2 separate regions of the Zea mays genome follow, and region 2 is linked to region 1. A link is a contact called in public Hi-C data. All regions are on one chromosome and are shown on one strand. The core of a region is the stretch at or near the end of the contact, and the rest is flanking DNA. Distances in the headings are between cores, read along the strand shown.

Region 1 (6,922 bases), core at 2,882-5,381:
GACCACGTGTGTAAGCTCTCTAAGGCGCTCTATGGACTTAAGCAAGCCCCAAGAGCATGGTATGAATGCCTTAGAGACTTTTTAATTGCTAATGCTTTCAAGGTTGGGAAAGCCGATCCAACTCTTTTTACTAAGACTTGTGATGGTGATCTTTTTGTGTGCCAAATTTATGTCGATGACATAATATTTGGTTCTACTAATCAAAAGTCTTGTGAAGAGTTCAGCAGGGTGATGACTCAGAAATTCGAGATGTCGATGATGGGCGAGTTAAGCTACTTCCTTGGGTTTCAAGTGAGGCAACTCAAGGATGGAACCTTCATCTCTCAAACCAAGTACACACAAGATTTGATCAAGCGGTTTGGGATGAAGGACGCCAAGCCCACAAAGACACCGATGGGAACCGACGGACACACCGACCTCAACAAAGGAGGTAAGTCCGTTGATCAAAAAGCATACCGGCCTATGATAGGGTCTTTACTTTATTTGTGTGTTAGTAGACCGGATATTATGCTTAGTGTATGCATGTGTGCTAGATTTCAATCTGATCCAAGGGAGTGCCACTTAGTGGCTGTGAAGCGAATTCTTAGATATTTAGTCGCTACGCCTTGTTTCGGGATCTGGTATCCAAAGGGGTCTACCTTTGACTTGATTGGATATTCAGATTCCGACTATGCTGGATGTAAGGTCGATAGGAAGAGTACATCGGGGACGTGCCAATTCTTAGGAAGGTCCCTGGTGTCATGGAGTTCTAAGAAACAAACCTCCGTTGCCCTATCCACCGCTGAGGCCGAGTATGTTGCCGCAGGACAGTGTTGCGCGCAACTACTTTGGATGAGGCAAACCCTTAGGGACTTTGGCTACAATCTGAGCAAAGTCCCACTCCTATGTGATAATGAGAGTGCTATCCGCATGGCGGATAATCCTGTTGAACACAGCCGCACAAAGCACATAGACATCCGACATCACTTTTTGAGAGACCACCAGCAAAAGGGAGATATCGAAGTGTTTCATGTTAGCTCCGAGAACCAGCTAGCCGATATCTTTACCAAACCTTTAGATGAGCAGACCTTTTGCAAGTTGCGTAGTGAGCTAAATGTCTTAGATTCGCGGAACTTGGATTGATTTATAGCATACATGTGTTTATGCCTTTGATCATGTTTCTTATGCATTTTGTTGCTTACTTGTGGTGCTCAAGTTGTACAAACATTCCCCGGACCTCACAAGTCCGTTGCAAAGGAATGCACATATTTAGGGGGAGATGTGTTACAACTTGACCCTTTGAGACTAACCGTGTGCTTGAGTTTATTTGTTTTAGTCTCAAAGGAGGTTTGAAAGGGAAAAGGTGGACTTGGACCATGAAAGACTTCCACTGCACTCCGATGAGAGGGTAACTTATTCCAAGTTCATCTCATGTACTCTTAGTGCCTTTATATTCTTATTGAAGATTTTGGTGAGGCAATGGGGTTCTAGGGCCAAGATTGATCCCGTTTTGGTGCTTGATGCCAAAGGGGGAGAAAATAAAGGCCAAAGCAATAAATGGATCAGCTACCACTTGAGAATTTTGAAAATAATAGAATAGAGATTTTGTTTTGTCAAAATACTCTTATTGGCTCTTTTTGTCAAAAGTTGGCTTCTTGTGGGGAGAAGTGTTGATTATGGGAAAATGGGGAGTTTTTGAAATCTTGAATCAATTTCTCTTGGAACGATTCTCTTTATGTCTTAACAAGTGTGTTTGACTTAGAGATAGAAATGTGAGTTTGATTTGCAAAAACAAACCAAGTGGTGGCAAAGAGTGATCCATATATGCCAAATATGAATCAAAACAAATTTGAGTTTTCATTTGCATTAATATTGCACTTGTTCTAGTTGCTTTATGTTGTGTTGGCATAAATCACCAAAAAGGGGGAGATTGAAAGGGAAATGTGCCCTTGGGCCATTTCTAAGTATTTTGGTGATTGAGTGCCAACACAAGTGCTTTTGTGTTAATCTATGCAAAGTGGTGGACAAAGTGCAAATCATGTCAAAAGGTGTGTTTCTAGACTTAGTACATTGTTTTATGGACTAATGTATTGTGTCTAAGTGCTGGAAACAGGAGAAAACAAAATGGAAAGAGATTGCCTTGTTTCAGCCATAGCCAGCACTGTCTGGGTGCACCGGACTGTCCGGTGGTGCACCGGACAGTGTCCGGTGTGCCAGGCTGGCTCAGGCGAACTTGGCGCTCTCGGGAATAAATTGGCGGCGTACGGCTATAATTCACCGGACTGTCCGGTGTGCACCGGACTGTCCGGTGAGCCAACGGTCGGCCGGGCCAACGGTCGGCTGCGCGATCTGCGCGAGACACGTGGCCGAGCCAACGGTCGGGAGGGGGCACCGGACTGTCCGGTGTGCACCGGACAGTGTCCGGTGCGCCAACGGCTCTCAGGCGCCAACGGTCGGCTTCGCCAGGAAAGGAAAGAAATCCGCACCGGACTGTCCGGTGCGCCAGGCGACAGAAGGCAAGATTTGCCTTCCTGGAATGCTCTCAACGGCTCCTAGCTGCCTTGGGGCTATAAAAGGGACCCCTAGGCGCATGGAGGAGTACACCAAGCATCCTCTAAGCATTCCTAAGCACTAAGACATCGATTCCGCGCCTTTGATTCTTTGCGATAGCAATTAGAGCTCTAGTTGAGTTGTGAACTCATTGAGTTGTGTTGTGAGCTCTTGTTGCGATTTGTGTGCGTGGTGTTGCTGTGATCTTTGTGTCTTGAGTGTGTTGCTCATCCCTCCCTTACTCCGTGCTTCTTTGTGAACTTCAAGTGTAAGGGCGAGAGACTCCAAAGTGTGGAGATTCCTCGCAAACGGGATATAGTAAAGCAAGCAAAACACCGTGGTATTCAAGTGGATCTTTGGATCGCTTGAGAGGGGTTGATTGCAACCCTCGTCCGTTGGGACGCCACAACGTGGAGTAGGCAATCGTTGGTCTTAGCCGAACCATGGGATAAACCACTGTGCCATCTCTGTGATTGATCTCTTGTGGTTATTGTGTTTTGTTGAGACTCCTCTCTAGCCACTTGGTATTATTTGTGCTAACTCCTAATCAAGTTTTGTGAGTTAAAATTCAAGTTTTATAGGATCACCTATTCACCCCCCTCTAGGTGCTCTCACCCTCCTGGGTATCTTACTTGCCGTCATCCCTAGTTACATGTTTAGGCCCCTTGGGAACACAGAAATATGAAAACACAAGATTAGGGTTAGCTATGAAATACAATCCTATAAGAAGGAAGAATTCAAGAATATTTCTCACCTAACCTTTGGATGTTACGCAGGAATTTGAATTGAGAGACATGAGCCATACAGAAGTTTCCAAGAGGTTGGTCCTCTTGTTTTCTCTCTCCAAAACTTGTATGGAGGAAAGAAATTCAAAGGAATTTTAAGGCTTATATAGAAAATGTTCCTGTAGAGAAACCCTTAAAAATCTTGATATTTTCTTTGTTCCAAAGGAGCTTTTAGGGGTGTTTGGTTTCTCTTACTAAAGTTTACGTTTGGTTTGTATCACATTGGACATTTGAATGTCAATTATGCGTATTAAATATATTCAAATTATAAGACTAATTACATATATGAAGATAAATGTCTAGACGAATTTATTAAATCTAAATGGTATATGGCTATCAAATGTTTACTGTAGCATCACGTGGACGAATCATGAACTAATTTAGCTTAATAGATTTATCTTATTGTTTACTCCTCATCTTTATAATTAGTTTTATAATTTGACTCTATCTAATGATTCTAACTAATATCTAAACATCCGATATGGTATTAAACACCACCTTAGAGCATCTCCAACAATGTCTTAAATCAGTGTCTTATCTTAAAATATAGGGCTCAACACATAAAAACACAGCTCCAACAATGTATATCTTACAAAATTTTATCAAATAAATATAAGTCACAACATCAAGTGACCCAAATATACTACACCTTAGACTAGTGCCCTATTCTTATTTTCTAATTTTTAACACTTTCTTTTCTCATAATGTAATTTAATTACTAAAATACATGATTTAGGCACTAAATAATATAGTATTTTAATTTTTAGGACATTAGTTTGCGTCATTTTAAGCCTTGTTGGGTTGCACACTCAAGCCCTTACGGCCTTACTTGTTACCCATACCCCATGCTCTTCTGCTTTTCGAAAATTACAATCACCCACCTTCCAATAAAAGCGCACACGCCTTCGTGCACCTCCCCGGTCTCTCCCCCTTTCCTCTCCCTTCCCCCTTCCCCCGCCTCCGCCATCGCCGACGCCGACCCCCACACCGGCCGACGCGCGAGCCCCGGCACCATCTTCACACGGTCCGTGTCCCTTCTCCCCTCTTTCCCCGATCAGATTGAATTTTCTTGCCTTCCTCCCGTCCGCGCCTGGTGCCTATCTACCTGTGCTGCAGGCCTCCCTGGACGCCGCCGGCGCAGGGGTGGAGATCCGTCCCAAACTTTCTCTGGTTGTGTTGGTTAGGACGCCCTAGTTTTCTTGCTTGTTTTGGTCTGCAGAAACTTCTCGCTGTGAACCCTCAAATCCAAATCTCCCTTCCTGGGATGGACGATGGATCCCTCGGCTTGTGGCAGATTTGCTTGTGCGCTTTGTAGAACAAGTATTTACTTTCCCCATGACCAGATTCTCGAGGGGTTCAGCTGAGCTCCACGCTCTCGTGGTAACCCGACGCTGATACTGTACCCTGTGCGATCTTTAGTAATAATTGCAGTATTCAGCCGTAGATGACCTAAGGAGAAGCGTAGTTAGCGCAGATATCCATCAATTTGCACCCTTTGTACAGTAACATTGCTGTTATGCAGTTTCTACCCAATTTAATACTGCTGATCTCTACCGGAATTCTGAGGCATGGGCCACAAAACAAAGGTCCATCGAGTTGGTTTTTGTATGGTGTACACAAAAATCTGCCAATAATTATTTGATCGTGCAGTATGAAAAGTACCTGATTATTCACCAGTACAGTCTGATAGCCTTCTCCTTAAAAGTCCAATATATTTCTTCTTGTGCTGATATTATTCACTAAGGACTTACGCTAATCAACTATTTTCAATTTTATTTTGGGGGGAAATGCTGGAAGCAGGCGAATGCTGCAATCATATTGCTTTTAATTCGTTTTTTCCTTCTGATTTTGGATGTGGTGGTTTATTCATTTTTGAATTCTGCAGAGCATAAATGGGTGATGCGTGTTTCTCAACACAGCTAATTGATGGAGATGGGATCTTCAACGTCTCCGGATTGGAGAACTTCATGAAGGATGTCAGATTGGGTGAATGCGGGCTGTCCTATGCTGTTGTATCAATAATGGGCCCGCAAAGTAGTGGTATGGTGTCTCTCTTTTCCGTTGTTTTGATTCTGTTCACTGCATGCTTCCTTTGTCTGATTACACCATGGTTTCTCTCATTTTCTTGTAGGGAAAAGTACACTTTTGAATCATCTTTTTGGCACCAATTTTAGGGAGATGGATGCCTTCAGAGGAAGGCATGTTTCTAGTCCCTTCTGATTTATCTTCCATTTCTCATTACAAGCCTTCTTGGCTCTGGTGCAGCCTGTTCTTCTTTACCTTATTTAGTATTTTTTTTGATACCATCAGGTCACAGACTACCAAAGGTATATGGCTAGCGAAGGCCCAGAATATTGAACCGTGCACCCTTGTAATGGATTTGGAAGGAACTGATGGAAGAGAGAGGGGAGAGGTAATAAAACTAGCATACCTCCAATTTTGATGTGGTTTGGTTTTGATGTGGTGCTACTGGTGTCAGAGAGACCATATGCTTAATTGTACTTGTTCCTATAAGTTTTTTTCCTTATATTATAAATCTGAAACAAAGTTTCTTTGATATCCCAAGTATCTTCTGCATCCTGAACTTTGCTGTGGCATATTGTATAGTGGAGCCTCTTAATTACTCTCTATTAATTTAAAATTATTAATTTATTATTAATTTATTATAGTGGAGCCTCATATTGTTGAGTAAGCCTCATCTCATCTTGTAATAAGTTGAATTTTGCTGAAACTGATCCTTCCCAAAATTACATTTTGTGTTATGGAGCTAATACTCCACATTATACTGAATTGTTGATGCATAATTGATAATTCATACGCATGATATTTCAGGATGATACAGCATTTGAGAAGCAAAGTGCATTGTTTGCTTTGGCCGTTTCGGACATTGTGTTGATTAATATGTAAGTTTGTTTAGTGAAGCGATCGTTGTTGGACTTGGAATCTTGGACCTATTATCCCCTTGTGCAACTCAAAATTCTTTTGTTTTCCTGTATAGGTGGTGTCATGACATTGGCAGAGAACAGGCTGCAAACAAGCCTCTTTTGAAGACTGTTTTCCAGGCAAGTTGTTTATGAGTTTTATTTTGATGCAACTTTTTTGACCATATTTTGTCTATTCTGGATGTGAATTAGCATTTGAGGTATTTACCTTGGGATTTTCTTTCTTCATATGTGTAGGTCATGATGAGGTTGTTCAGTCCTCGCAAAACAACATTGTTGTTTGTTATACGTGACAAATCAAGGGTAAGGGCTTGCTTGTTACATGTGAACAATCTACTTTCCTTTTCACATTTGATTTCTTGTATACTAACTATTGGCTCCTTTTGGTTTCTTGCAGACACCCCTAGAAAATCTTGAGCCAATTCTAAGGGAAGACATTCAGAAGGTATGTGTTTTGTTGATACCCTGTTTTCTTTTGAGACATTTGTGTTTTTGTGGCCTATAATAAGCTGTATACATTTTTGCTGCAGATATGGGATGCTGTTCCGAAACCCCATGCCCATAAAGAAACTCCAATTAGTGAATTTTTCGATGTAAAAATCATGACTTAACCTTTCTTCGACACATGTTTTATACTGAAGTTCGCTAAAAGTTCATTTAATTTTC
Region 2 (6,922 bases), core at 1,728-4,227, 43 kb before region 1:
AGAGGGAAGGGTTGAAAGAGACCCGGCCTTTGTGGCCTCCTCAACGGGGAGTAGGTTTGCAAGAACCGAACCTCGGTAAAACAAATCCGCGTGTCACACTCTCCATTTACTTGCGATTTGTTTTCCACCCTCTCTCGCGGACTCGTTTCTTTATTACTAACGCTAACCCGGCTTGTAGTTGTGTTTATATTTGTAAATTTCAGTTTCGCCCTATTCACCCCCCCTCTAGGCGACTATCAGCACCTCCTGTTGACGTGGCCGGTCTGCGCCCTAGGTTGGACGATGTGGAAGCTCCTCCGAAGCCGAGGTCGAGTCTGTCTTCCGTAGCCGAGGTCGAGTCCGAGCCCCTGGGTCGGGCGAGGCGGAGGCCGCCGGCTGAGGCCAGGGCAGAGTCCGAGCCCTGGGGTCGGGCGGAGCGGAGTTCGCCGTCTTCTGGGGCTGAGCCCAAGTCCGAGCCCTGGGTCGGGCGGAGCGGAGTTCGCCGTCTTTCGGGACTTAGCCCGAGTCCGAGCCCTGGGTCGGGCGGAGCGGAGTTCGCCGTCTTTCGGGGCTTAGCCTGAGTCCGAGCCCTGGGTCGGGCAGAGCGGAGCTTCCTATGGTGCCTTCGGCCGGGCCTGACTGCCTGTCAGTCTCACTATGTCAAGTGGCACCGCAGTCGGAGTGGCGCAGGCGGCGCTGTCCTTCTGTCAGGCCGGTCAGTGGAGCGGCGAAGTGACGGCGGTCACTTCGGCTCTGCCGGCTGGAGGGCGCGCGTCAGGATAAAGGTGTCAGGCCACCTTTGCATTAAATGCCCCTGCGATTTGGTCGGTCGGTGCGGCGATTTGGTCAGGGTTGCTTCTTGGCGAAGACAGGGCCTCGGGCGAGCCGGAAATATGTTCGCCGCTGGAGGGGGGCTTCGGGCGAGACGGAAATCCTCCGGGGTCGGCTGCCCTTGTCCGAGGCTAGGCTCGGGCGAGGCGTGATCGAGTTCCTCGAATGGACTGATCCCTGACTTAATCGCACCCATCAGGCCTTTGCAGCTTTGTGCTGATGGGGGTTACCAGCTGAGAATTAGGAGCCTTAAGGGTACCCCTAATTATGGTCCCCGATAATTTGGTACTCGGCAAAGAGTCAAATTACGGTAGTGAATGGTTTATAACTATGTTATTATATTTCCCTTGATATATATTATTAAATTACGGATAAGTTAGTGGCGTCGGCTTTAGAACTATGAGAGGTGCTATTCCTTTCAATTATATATATCTACTTCACTTATACATCTGGTTACAAACGAGCGATATGTTTAACCATTAGCTAAACATATCGATGGTTAACATAAACATTCTATGTACATATACTAACAACTAAATAGCTAGCTAACTATATACACTAACAACTAAATAGGTATCTAACTATATCCTTAGTAATAAAATAATACTAAACTACTAACTAAATATAAAAACACTAAGATAATACAATACTAAGTACTAAACTAAATTAATAGTAACTAACCACTAGTTACTAACTAACCATTAACTAAACACTAAGACAATACGCCACTAGTTACTAACTAACCACTAGCTACTAACTAACTACTAACGAACTAGCTACTAACTCACCGGGCGGTGTGACGGTCGAGATAGGGCGGTGCGTCGGGCCGGTGAGGCGGGCGGCCGAGGTGTGGGGCCGCGGCCAGGCGGCGCGTCGGGCTGGGGAGGGCGGCGACGTCGAAAGGGGCGGTCGGGCAGTGAGAGAGGGGAAAGGAAAGAATGGAGAAAGGAAAGGGCAGAAGCACTTAAATCTTAGCTCAGCACCAAGATTGTGGTGCCAGACTAGGGTGCCACGTCGGCGCCACGACAGCCCTCGCCGACGCTGCCACGTCACGCTTCGGTGCCATAGTCTATGGCGCCGAGCTATGTTTCATCGACGCCACGACCTATGACGTCGAGCAAAAAGTCCAAAACAGAAAATAATTCGGTCAGGGGTCTAAACGTCAATCAATTTATTTTGAAAAAAGGACTAAAATAAAAAAATCGGTTATATTCGCAATAAATATGTGTGGCTACTCGCTAGTAATAGTCACGACCATCAGGTGGTGATTATTGAACCGCTCGATTTCTTAAAAGCAAGGATCATTTTAATTTGGTGACGGAGAGAATAGCAAAAGAAGATGTCTCGAACGCTGCTACGCGTGTTGTTGTCGTGGTATACTGTGCGTAGCGATGAACTGGATTCGGGAATTGAGTAGGTAGCAGGTAAAGGCTGGCCCAACAAGGCCCGCACCGTTTGTTTCCTTTCCTTGGTTATCATGGATGGACAGGTCCAGCCCAACGCGGCGGCCTAGGAGTACTAATGGGCCGACAGCGAAAATCAATGAAATGGCTCTGCTGTCTATTGCTGCTCCAGCCAGCGTCTTTTTTTTTCCACAAAAAGAAATCTCTCATCAACGGATTCTTTTTTTGTTAGATAAGAAAAAGAAAAGGTCTGGTCAACGTACGACAGGCAGCAGATACGTTGCTTGCTTTTTTGTTGCTGATAATGCTTTGCGTGACAGCAAGATATGAGGAAAAAAACGGATGGCATGTGATGTTACTTATCTAGTAGTCACTTATTTCCTTCGTGGCTAAGGCGGGCGTTATTTAGCACTCACTAACTAGTAGTATCTGGTGAAGATAATAATACATACATACATACATACCCACCCTTATAGTATATACGAATGTGCAACGGCAACGCAAACTTAAATAGAACTGAGCATAATAAATGATCTATCTATAGATTTGGTGTTTATTATCATCGACCCAATCCCATGGATCCGGAATAAGACAAGGCTAGGCAGTTGGGCGTGCGCACGAGGAGGCTGTCCCGCCGAGAGGACGCCGCGCCGTAGGAACTCGCGTGCGCCACCGCCAGCCGCCCGGCCCGGAGCGAGGAGGAGGAGATCTGCAACGCTTCGCTGTGGCAACGTCGATATGGACACATCGCAGCTGCTTTATTCCCCGCGCCTTTTCCCTGCCAATTCCAAAGCGGCCCATGTCATGATGCGCTGTCACCGCCACCGTCCACTCGGCTCGCTGTCAGGATGGCCTGCTTCGGATCCGCGGCAGGGCCGTGTTTTCGACTGATAGCTACCTTCTGTACATAGATTCCAAAGCTTATGACGAAAGATTTGTGGGGTGTTTGGTTTGAGGAACCACTCCATTCAAAATAAAGTGATGTACCATTGGTTCATTTCTCAAATTTGGTAGGATAACTTTATTGCACATATTCGTATTAATTAACTAACTATGAGGAATAAAGTGGTGATATATCAACTTATTCCATTCCACAAAACCAAACAAAAAAAGTTAGGAGTGAGAAGATGATCGACTAGCTCATTACTCAAACCAAATACCCATTAGAGTATGACGAGGCGGCCTATTAATAATTACTCAATATTGTTTTTAGACAACAAACTAGCTAATCTATACTACCTATTAAGGCTCTAAGGGGTAGGCTGCCTCCCCTGGTTCTGCCTTCAGCCAATCTGCACCGTCCACTCGCTTCCGTAAATCTACACCGTTCATCCGCCCACCCCACGTTCGTCCCCCCGCCTCCCACTCCCCCACCCCGCGTGAGCCGCCGCCTCCCTGCCTCCCCTCCAGTCCGCCGCTCTCCCGCGGATCGTTCACCTCCACTCCATTCCGAGAATCTCATCAGCACGCTCTCCGGCGCGGCGGCGGCCCTTCCTCTGAGACCAGTAGCTCGCCGCCGGAGTCATCCCCTTCCCCAATCCCCGCGTCGCGTCTCGCCGTCTCCCATCAATGCTGCACCTTCACCGTGCCCCGCCCGCATCTACCCGTGTCGCCAGAGCTCCCTCCCCCACCCCCCATGGCGCTCGCCGCGACAGGCGCCCCCCGCGCAGACATCGTGAGCGGGTCGCCCAACAAAGCCCTGCCGCCCTCACCCGCCTCGAACCCTAAAACTCCTCAACCGCCAACGCTGTCGTGCTCTACTTCCGGCGAGACGACCTGCCTCGGCACCCCCGCCCCTCCTCCCCGGATCCGGTGCCCCTGCTCGTCGTGCGGTCTCCACCCCCGACAGGCACCAGGCGTTGCTCCACCCCGAGGAGCAAAGAGAGAAGAGGAGCAAAGAGAGAAGTTCGAATGGAGAAGAGGAGGGGCCGCCTCCCCCGAGCGGCCATCGCCACCCCAACACCTACGACAGCCGCCTCCCCCACCCCGCTCGAGAGGTCCGTGCCCGTTGGGCAGTTGGACGAGGATGGGTACGACATCCATGTCGATAAGGGGGTCATGCGGATCCGCGACGAACGCCGACGCCTCCATGCTCGAGTGCGTCGCTCCCCCAACCGGCTCTACTCGATCCGACTCGACATCACGCACCCTGTGTGCCTTACTGCTCGGCGCGTGGACACGGCGTGGCGGTGGCATGAGCGCTTCGGGCATATCACACTCCATCGCTCCTCATGGTGATGCCGCCGAGGGAACCGCAACGACTACAACGAAGCCGTCCGCGATGCCGTCAGTGGTTGCCCACATAGGGGCATGCTCCACCATGCGCGCACCTTGCCCTGCACACCGGCGGACACACCCTGCGGCTGCCCACACAAGGGTGAGTCCGTCGCTGCTCATACACGCGACGAATGCACAATCCCGATGAGTTCTTGGAACCCGATCTGCTTCTTCTTGATTCATGATTTGCTGTTGGTTCTTGTTCCTCCAAGCTACTACGAGTGCGCTTCCACACTCGGCACAGTGGGAGCTCTCATGGCAGCAGACGTTGTGCGACTCCGGACTCGGCGTAGACAACCCACGAGGAGGTTTGTTTCTCCCCCTATTTTTGGTTCGTTTCCCCCATTTTTGGTAGTAGCATCATGTTAGTTTTCACACACCACCCTCCCCCCTCTCATGATTTGCTGTTGGCAGCTGCTAATGGCGGAGGTTGAGCGCCGCCATGGATCTGACACAGTGTGGAATGGGGAGGAGTCGAAGTGGAGATTGGATCAAAGTGGACTGGGCAGGAGCCAAGCAAATCGTGAGTATTTTTGTTTAGTATTTGGATCCCTGTATTCCCTCCCTGTTGTGCAAATTAAGCACATGAACCCTAAATTTAGCTTTTTTGTATTCGAATCATTCTTATCGAAGTGTAATACTAATACATGTATTCTGCCTATGCTATTTCTTTGGAATGCAGCCGCCAACTTGAGGTGTTGTTGGCTCATCATTCCAAGAAGATTTACCTGACTACCTATGCTATTTTTCATTACTTAGTTTGTATTTAAAATTTTAGAATATGAGAAAGGTTTTTTGACACTCACTATTTCGATTGAAGATACTTTTGACTAGGTGTCCAGGACGACTGGGTTCGCTATGCTAAGATGACTGAAGAAATTGGAGAGCAACTACATATTGTCGGTGATGACCTTGTCACTAATCCCACTGTTAGTACATTGTTTTCTTTCCTTCTAAAATAGAAGTTAAAATTCCAGTTTGGTTGTTGCAATACCCTTATGTGAGCTGCTTTTAATATAGTAGAGATATGTTCTGGTGTTTGCTAATCAGCAGATGTCATGCGATTTACTCCCTCCCCAAAGTCTCGCGTCGCACCCGATCGGCCTCGCCCGCGCAATCCACGCGTCCTAACCTTCAATCAAGGCTCTGGGGCAAGGTTTGCATCGACGACATCATTGAGGCGATAAAATGTCATGCGTTGGTGAGGCACCAACTCCCATCCTTCTCGGCGCTCTCCCAGGAAGACTACAGCCAGGTACGCCGCCCATCCTTCAGTAGCACGCAAGAGAAGGCAGTAGTAACGGGCATTTGCAATGTCCAGTACTTTACTATTAGTGGTGCTCTCGCAGTGACAGTACTTTACTATTGTCTTCTCTTGCCTTCTTGTACGCACTAATCTTTTTAATTTTCATCCTCCATCAAAAGTTGTGTTCTGGTGTCATACCATCATCTGAGAAAATAATTCAATAGCAACCCGAGTGATTGTACACTTCATAGAAAACAGAAATGAACTCTGACCTCTCTCACAGCTTAAAGTTTGACACAGCTAGATCAATTTCAGATCATATGTCTTTCTTGATTCATTGTTTGTTTAATTGAGTTTTAAAAAAGCAAGATCATAGTCGCAGACTAAAATCACGTCGCAAACCTCATTGTCACACTTAATCATGTGCTTCTCAATCCTAGGTTACATTTCTGTTTTTAATGGAGTGATCAAATATGAACAAACTGAATTCTTGCAACTACATTTAATTTTAGGTTTCATATATGCATGGTTTTTGTTATGATCTTTGAGACATTGCAACATGGTATTTTAGAATGAGGGCACCAGTCCCCCTAGGCGCCATATGATTGTCCTTTTGCAAAGGAAACTCTGAATCTGGTTAACTTGTTTATCTTGTATTTTCATGTACTTGAAACTATGTGTTTTACAGACTTATCACTTATCAGTCCTCACAGTGTTGCTATTTGTATTTTGTTTCTGAAAATTTTTACGGGTTGCTTGCCTAAGTAAGTCTTCATAAACATTTAAGTGGTGATGCTATTACATGCTACTTTTAATAAACCATTGTTTTCCTTGCTATTACATGCTATTAGATAAAGTTCTCATCACTTTTACATTACTAATGCAGTTTGGATTGTTGGCAGGGTCCAATTTTGTGAAAGGAATGCTTTTGCTCCCCTTGCCTTTTCGGATTGAAATCTTGGTGTTGACAGCTAATGAAATTTTGGATTGTTGGTAGGGTCCAATTTTGTGAAAGGAATGTTGAACTGCTGATGAGTGATGAGGGGCGATGATGCTCAACCTTTTCCAAAATGCATGGCACTGAGCAATGAAGGCTGCTACAAGTGTCTACTTTGAGCTAACCCTCTCCCCACATGAAGCCTATTTTAATCACCCCTTTTTGGTTTGTGGTTGTGCCTAGGATGGT

Evidence for each region. A called contact is a pair of places that touch in the nucleus more often than the background predicts.
Region 2: a Hi-C map of ear shows a contact between it and region 1, with 2.3 times the contacts expected there. The contact joins the enhancer-like site here to the promoter of LOC103637341 in region 1. A contact is called at or near these places in 5 of 25 Hi-C or Micro-C datasets (ear, endosperm, leaf and 1 more).

The regions. Positions count from the first base shown.
Region 1 is chr8:142,731,712-142,738,633 of Zm-B73-REFERENCE-NAM-5.0, reverse strand. LOC103637341 (protein ROOT HAIR DEFECTIVE 3) reads left to right here and starts at 4,131. Exons shown (of 23, transcript XM_008659560.3): 1 at 4,131-4,338; 2 at 5,200-5,354; 3 at 5,446-5,512; 4 at 5,625-5,727; 5 at 6,147-6,217; 6 at 6,313-6,376; 7 at 6,494-6,559; 8 at 6,654-6,701; 9 at 6,787-6,849. The coding sequence starts at 5,207.
Region 2 is chr8:142,773,821-142,780,742 of Zm-B73-REFERENCE-NAM-5.0, reverse strand. No RefSeq gene overlaps it. Among protein-coding and RNA genes, the nearest start is that of LOC103636024, 5.7 kb to the right of the region's middle. Within about 2 kb of position 2,977, at least 18 of the 20 cell types and tissues checked have an H3K27ac peak or open chromatin away from gene starts, as enhancers often do. A contact at or near this core is called in ear, endosperm, leaf and 1 more, where this site is marked.